Regions from separate parts of the Xenopus tropicalis genome. Here region 1 is linked to region 2. The links are chromatin contacts, called in public Hi-C maps. All regions are on one chromosome and are shown on one strand. Each heading gives the region's core, a stretch centred on a gene start, on an enhancer-like site or on the middle of the called end of the contact. The rest is flanking DNA. Distances are from core to core; before and after follow the strand shown.

What was found. Hi-C and Micro-C count contacts between places; a contact is called where the count stands out from the background.
Region 1: a contact with region 2 is called in a Hi-C map of neurula embryo, with 2.2 times the contacts expected there. The contact joins the promoter of mtus2 here to the enhancer-like site in region 2. A contact is called at or near these places in 3 of 5 Hi-C or Micro-C datasets (brain, gastrula embryo and neurula embryo).

The regions. Positions count from the first base shown.
Region 1 is chr2:154,749,398-154,752,967 of UCB_Xtro_10.0, reverse strand. It overlaps mtus2 (microtubule-associated tumor suppressor candidate 2), which reads left to right and starts at 2,247. Exons shown (of 15, transcript XM_002934016.5): 1 at 2,247-2,564.
Region 2 is chr2:154,544,140-154,548,134 of UCB_Xtro_10.0, reverse strand. mtus2 (microtubule-associated tumor suppressor candidate 2) reads left to right here. Exons shown (of 15, transcript XM_002934016.5): 7 at 2,278-2,489. Among named protein-coding and RNA genes, the nearest start is that of slc7a1, 70 kb to the right of the region's middle. Within about 2 kb of position 1,359, at least 1 of the 11 cell types and tissues checked has an H3K27ac peak or open chromatin away from gene starts, as enhancers often do. A contact at or near this core is called in neurula embryo, where this site is marked.

The sequences.
Region 1 (3,570 bases), core at 998-3,497, 200 kb before region 2:
GATTTTGATGTCTGAAAGTGCATTACATGGTGAGCCATAGTAGCATGGTAATCATTCGCTAGCTGCCTGGGGTAACTGTCAGTCTGGGGGTGACAGTAGCATCAAAGAAAAACAGAACATATCAATATATTTTCATTCTATGACAAGAATATGATCCATTATTTAAATACCCTATATATATACAGTATATATATCAAAGAAAATGTGCCTGCACTTGTCTCCAAATGTTCTATCGAGGTGCGTGGTTAAAAAATACATATGTTTGGTAAGGACCTTTATAAGTATTAAAACAGCAAAATGTCTTTATTTCACATATCACTTGTGTCCAACATTTCAGTACACATTAGGATCATTCTTGACAAAGGTCTCATGGAAGACTGAAACGTTGGAATAACAAATACAATTTCTTTTTCACCACACTTTTAAGTCCCGTGAGTGCCCTACTTTATATGACAGTATATATATATACTGTACATACATAAAGAACAAAATACACCAGCCAGGGTGCTAGGACAACTTGACCACCATTGGACGGGAGTACCTGAGGCTCACTAGAAACTGATCCCAAGGACCCGCCATTCCAGGTGCTGCACATCACTTCCGGATGCTTAGACACTGTGCACCTTGTAGCAAGTACACAGAGGCCCAAGCAACCCCCAACAAGCCCACTAAACAGTGACTGTCTATAATACCTTATAGTAGCCCCTTTGGTTTTTGCCGGAATCCACAGATTGCCAGTCTGGGCCTGCCATCCCCCCTCCAACGAGTCCTGGGTGAAGGGACTACCAGGGTTTCTCCCAGTGAGCCAGTCTAATGCTGAAAATGATTGGTATGGGATCCCTTATCCAGAAACCCATTTTTTAGAAAGCTCCAAAGTACAGGAAGGCCATCTCTTGTAGAGTTCATTTCTAATAATTATCATTTCCTTGCAGCACCCTAAATTTGTACTTCATCCCAACTAAAATGCATGAATCCTTATTGGTGGAAATCCTATTGGGTTTATTTAAAGTTTAAATGATTTTCAGCAGACTTAAAGGAGAAGGAAAGGTAAAAACTAAGTAAGCTTTATCAGAAAAGTCTATGTAAATACAGCCATAAGCACTTACAGTAATGCTGCACTGAATTCTCTGTCAAAAGATTTCTCGAGTCTGTAATTAATGAGAGACACGCAGCTCTCTGCTCTCTCCCCTCTCCTGCTTCCCCCTCCCTCAAGAATGCTAAGAACTCACTCCCACCGAACTCACTCTGTATAACAGATCCTATGCCTATACTAAGTGTCGAATCCACAACCCATGCAGGGGCCCCTGCAGCAGCCCCCACAACACCTGCAGGGGGCGCCACCTGCCCAACCCCCCTCCACCGAGCACCCATTAATTAAGCTTAACTTCAGCGCATTGGGGGAGGGAAATAACTGGACTAGGGGTGCTCCGGTGGGGATTGGGTCTGGGCCGGCAGGGCCCACTGGCTCAGTCCGACACTGCTTACACTAAACCCAAGAAGTAAGCATCCAGCACTCTACAGGACATGGGATGGATGTCATTCCAGGGTGTGACTATGACATCAGGGAGTAGGGTTATGATGTGGCAATCAGTGATTGGCTGATCATCACACCATTTAATTTGAAGTCCTGTCCAGATTTCCTAATTTAGTAGTTTTTACCCAAACAGTATCGGAAAACTGGGCTGCCTGGGTAAAAACTGGACAAGTGGCAACCCTACCCTACTTTACCTGTGTACCTTAAACAAAAACTTTAAAAGTTTTGGGCATCACATGTATAACATATGTTTATATAAAATATCTACACTTTGTAAACAAATGCTGGCAATTAGTATGTATGAATCCATTATAATAAAATAGCAATAGTATATACCCTGCTAATGCTCTGTCTCCTTGTCCTTAACTGACCCCATTATCCCAGTTTATTCCTAGCGCAGCTGCTAATAAGGTCGCCTCAGCAGCTACCTGGCAGCCATTTATTAACTGGGGACTGTTACCCTCACCAGACACATCCAATAAGTGTCAATATCGATGATATCTATAGAAGTGTGCAAGGATAGAGACTAAGGATACAGAGAGCAGCCACAATAAAAAGAAGAGATAAAGGAACAAATCTCTATCCTGACTCCATTCTCCCATCTGCTCTTTTCTGGTTGGTTTACCCGAGCGCAGTTCCCAGTAGGGCCAGCAGAGGGCGCCGCGGCTCCCCAATCGTAGTATAAACAGAGAGTGCTGATGCAGCCAGCGGATTCGCTCGGGATGAGCGAGGTTGGACCCGTCGCAGCTGCTTCTTTGCATCCTCAGGGTCGCTGGTCAGAGATACTGCAGGCTGTGGATGCGCTTAGGAGCGAACTCTCCCCTCTGTGACACTGCGTTAGATTGGGAGCAGGAGGGCAGCAGGGGAATAGCCCCAGCAGCAGCAGCCCCAGCAGCATCTCCCTGGAACCCTCCGGCGTGGGCTCTTTGTCTGTGCAGGGAAGGGGGCGCCTCCCCCCAAGGTAGAGATCCCCTCTCCGGAGCCCTCACCCACTGGCTGGGCACTATGCGTGGGAGCAGCACAGGAACAGGTAAGGGCATGAGTGGGAAGGGGAGGCAATTCCAGCATTTGCTTCAGTACTGGGGGCAACTACAGGGGCTGCAGTGCATACAGAGCATGAAGCATCCTCAGTCTGGCACAACATCCCTTTTACTTTTATACTGAGAAGTGGTACCTTGTACTTCAGCACCAACACCTAAACCTTAATGGGTTATGTATAAAGGTCCAGTCCCTGGGCCAGTACATCAGGCTATATAGTGTATTGGCTTAGTAAGATGAGGTGTTATTGTGGCCCCTTGATATTATGGTAAATGACTTCTGGGCAGAAGTGTGTTCCCTGCCTGTACCTTATATGTACAGCCCTATTCTATGTTTCACTTAGGGAGCCGGGGTCCCCCAGCTGTTATTAAATGATATGGACAGCACTCCCCTATTCATACAAGAATGGCTATGGCAAATAGCAGTGTAAGCACTTACCCTTTACACTGCCCTTAATAGTCACTTTTTTGAAACTTGAAGAGAGTTATATAAGTGTATAAATATTTGTGTACATTTGACTCCATATTGCAACATTGTTTACTATATATATATATATTTATAATATATATATATATATATATATATATATATATATATATACAGTATATATATATAGCAACATTGTTTGACTATATAGCAACATTGAGTGCAATTCTTATTGTATGTAAGTATAGTCCTAATTTACAAAAAAAGAGTTCTTAGATAAAAGGAAAGGGGAGAAGGTGATTATTTTTTGCATTTGGAAGTACTGAAGTGCGGAAGTACTGGAGTTGAGACAAATCCATAGTTTTATGTGGGAAGCTATTCAATAGGATTGACAAATCTACTCTTACATTTAATGGCTATCAGCATTTGCAGAGTTCTGTGATAAATAGACTCATCGATTACAGTGACACAAAGACTCATCTTGTTGGTTCTGTACTGTGAAATTAAAAGTTTCTGCATTCAGAAGGGAATGAGGAATACTTAGGGACAAGTTGGTTGTGCCGGAACTTGCA
Region 2 (3,995 bases), core at 110-2,609:
TATAAATGCATGGTACATGGCTTGCCTGCGGCACACTTCTCTGTCTATTGCTAATTATCCATGGAGAGTAAGCGTTTAATATGTGTCTAGTTTTATAGCCAGTCTAACGCTCGGGGGGAAATTCTCTGACAGTTGCAATCTTGCACCACTGTAGTCATCAGCAGCACCCTCCCTTCATCCGTTGGCTTTGATCAGTTATGTGTAGACATAGTACATTAATAATACAACAGTAGAGTCTATTAATATAGTTGAAAAGGTCTGGTCGGTCACTGCACTGGCGCATATTTGCTGCTATGTTTTTGGGCTTCTGCCCCAGCTTCCTGTTCTTAGACCCCTCTATGCAGGGAAAATGCCAAGTTGCATATGCACTGAACATAGAATTGAATTTGGCTGTGCCGAAACCTAGTTCAAAGGTCCCATTATTAATATATACAATTATTAGGTCTGTTATCTGGAAACCCATTATCCAGAAGGTTCCAAATTACATGAAGGCATCTCTCTTAGATTCCATTTTAATCAGGTAATCTACCTTTTTAATAATGATTTCCTTTTTATTGATGCCAATTAAGATATAATTCATCTTTATTGGAGGCAGAACAATCCTTTTGGGTTTAATTCATGTTTAAATGATTTTTCACTAGGCTTAAGGCACGGAGATCCAAATTACCAAAAAGCCCTTTATCCCGAAAACTCCAGGTCCTGAGCATTTTGGATACCAGGGCCTATACTTGTTGTAGGACTGTCCTATCCTATAGCCTTTTGCCTAAAATCCCTAGAATCTTCTGAAAGCCGGAGGCTCCCCTATGTCCTGGGAATTGTATCAGCAACTAATATCACCATATTGCCATTTTGTTACCATCTTATGCTCTCTGCTTTGTTCCTGGAATTTATAGCTCCTTCTGCCTACAAACTGCTGCTCTGGGATCTGTAGCAGTCGCCCCAATATGCTCCCCTTAGAGGCAGCTCTAATGATAGAGCCTGGAATGTACAGTACTAACATGGAGCTTTATATCTGTAGGTCAGTGACCTCCCTTCCATTCCTTAATCACATTTCAGTGTTGCCCCCTTCTTTGGCACACAAGATGTTAAGGCTTTGCCTTCGTGCTGTTCTTCCATTCCTTAATCACATTTCAGTGTTGCCCCCATCTTTGGCACACAAGATGTTAAGGCTTTGCCTTCGTGCTGTTATGTATTTATCACCTGCAGGGAAAAGCCTTCCCCAATGTTACCAATGTTACACAGCCACAACTGATTAATCACTGCACTGATGCAATACACACCAAATAGAGTAGCAGTGAGAGCTCTGAGATAAACCTCTGCTGAGTTATAATCTATAACCCTCTGAGTGAATCCGTTATCCTTGAATAGCCTTGCGTCTACCTCCTGCGGCTCGACTGAGCTTATCAGCCCATCCTGACATATGGAGGAACTGAGCCTGGCTGATTATCTGTGCTGATGCTTTCCTATTAAAATTTAACAAAGACAATTTGAGTATGACACTTCCTATAATGAGCTGTCCCCATATAAACAAAGCAGGGAGCAGCCAGGGGGGCTGTCAAGCTACTCATTGCGTCTGATGTTTTATCTCACTTGGCAACCTTGGATAACAAAGAAATACAATAGCAAAATGCTGATTGTTTATCACATCTCAATAATGATACTTATTATAAAGACAATATAAATAGGTTAATCTCTTTGCACTCCAGGTAATAAAGGACAAGGTAACTGTAAATCACTGGAGGGGTGATTCTAATTTGTTAGGCACCCCCCAGTGAATGGAATTGCTAACCTTGGCCACTGAAAAGATGACAGCATGGCTCTCTATAATCAGGCAGGTGCAGTTTTTAGAGAAAAGGAGCCCTGCCCTAGGGTCCACAATTAGCAATTGTATTCACCCCCAGTGATTTCTACTTTCCTAGCTCAGCAGTTGGGTGACTAAATGTAGTTGTAGCCTTAAATAAAGCTCCATTGTTACCTGGCTAACAGGCACAGCTTTTCATATCTTCTCCTCTCAGTGGTGTGAATATGCCATAAATGATGGTCAAGAAGGGCATGGCCAAAAAAGTCCAGTAATGAAAAAGTTTAGGTTTATATTTCAATCAGGAATAATAAGTCTTCTTGTATCAGGTATAGAACAATGCCATAAAGCCATACCGGTATCCCCTTATATTAGTAGGAACATGGAATGGAACTATATCACACCTACGCTTGTACAAATGGTCCCTATATATATATTTTTCTGTTGTTGTTCTGATGCATGGCTTTTCTATACACTAGGACACCCCAAACTCAGGCCGACTATCTCTAAGAATGGCTATGCTGCCAAGCCAGAAGTACAGTCCCGAGAAACCGAGCGTCAGGTCATCCAGAAGCTCAAAGAGAAGTGCGAGGAGCAAACAAAGAAGCTCTTATTGGCCAGAGAAGAGCTGAAGAGAGCGAGCTGTGGCTTTGCGGTCTTTGCCGTCACAACTCAGTACTTCTTTCAGAAGGTAAGATTACTCTCAATATTCACAGTCATTTTTGCATGATTTCAACCTCTGACTGTATAATACACAAAAGCCAAAAACCATATATCCTTATCAATATTGTCTGGCGATGTCGATTAGTTGTAATTAGAGCTTAGTGATGTCAACGTTCAGAATTACTGATACATGTATATTGTAAAGAAATAATGTTAAGGTAGCCATTTTCAAATTATCATAAGGTTAGTGGGCATTGAACAATTGTACATCTAACATTTTTTCATCCGACATTGGTCAAAAAATTGATCAGGTTTGAAAATTTTCGTTTGTTAACAATTAAATGTATTCATTGACCAATTGTTTGCAGGGCTAAGCAGGTAGCTGCCCGCAGTTTCCTAGCTTCAATTAGACAATATTACTTAAATCGGTTGTATATCTCTAATGGATAATGCAAAAAAAATTATATAGTGTAATAATATGTTGCTTGTATGTTTAGCAGAGGCTTATATACTGCCCAAAGGTCTCATCTGCCCCTTTGCCCTGTCCTAAATTCATTGCTGTATGGTTATATAACTGGATGAACTGAAAATTTAGACATGTGAAAGATCATGTTTGTTCATCCTCTCTGCTGTTCAACCCACACGCCTTCCTCAGGAGGTTGGTCTGAGTGGGCAAAAACATGTCTAGTGGACAAATAAACATTGACACTTCACACTGTTGAACCTTGAATACCCCCATTTAATTCTGTATTAGGCACTCCTGGGAAGTTGCTCTTTGAGTATGTGTTTATCCCATGTGTGTTTTATTTGCTTGGGGGGCTTTAGAGAAAGCAGATCAGAGATGGATGGACTTGTCTGAGAAATCTGATGTTGTCTCTTGGCGGAGGGGAGAAACAGCAACTCAAGTCTCTGCAGTAAAATCTAAGCAAAGTAAAGAGTAGAAACTCTTATATATAGAAGAGCAAATGTTGATTGTTTTTTTTTTTCTAATCTGTAATTAACCACGTTTCAAGTAAAATATGTAATTGCTAGAAACAGGGTATTGGCTACTATGTTAGGATTGTCTGTTTGGGGCTGTCCAGCTCTTATTGATTGACTTTTCTCAGTATTCCCTGACCTGTAATGATACCTAAGTGAAGCCTATTAGGAAATGGTGATCGGAGAGGTTTAGCTTTGTAGGTTACAGGGATACTGATGCACTCACAGCGTTTGGGGGATTAGATCACTGGGAACATGTGCTGAACAAGTGAATGCAGTTTGGCCGCTTATACATTGGTACAATGTCCCCATCCTGTCACTCATAAGCAAGTCACCACAATAGAGTCATCTTGTTACTTCCTGCACATACTGAGAGAGGATTTATCTGATAAGACTCAATGAGAATTTCATTTCTATAACTAAAACTAATAACTAATCAAAGCACACACAGATCAATAACTGGCAAATGTCATCAACAAAGGCCACATGGTTCACTATGAAAACAGACTAAGAACTTTCTGTCACTTACTGCTTTGCCATTTGTCTGGATTTAAAA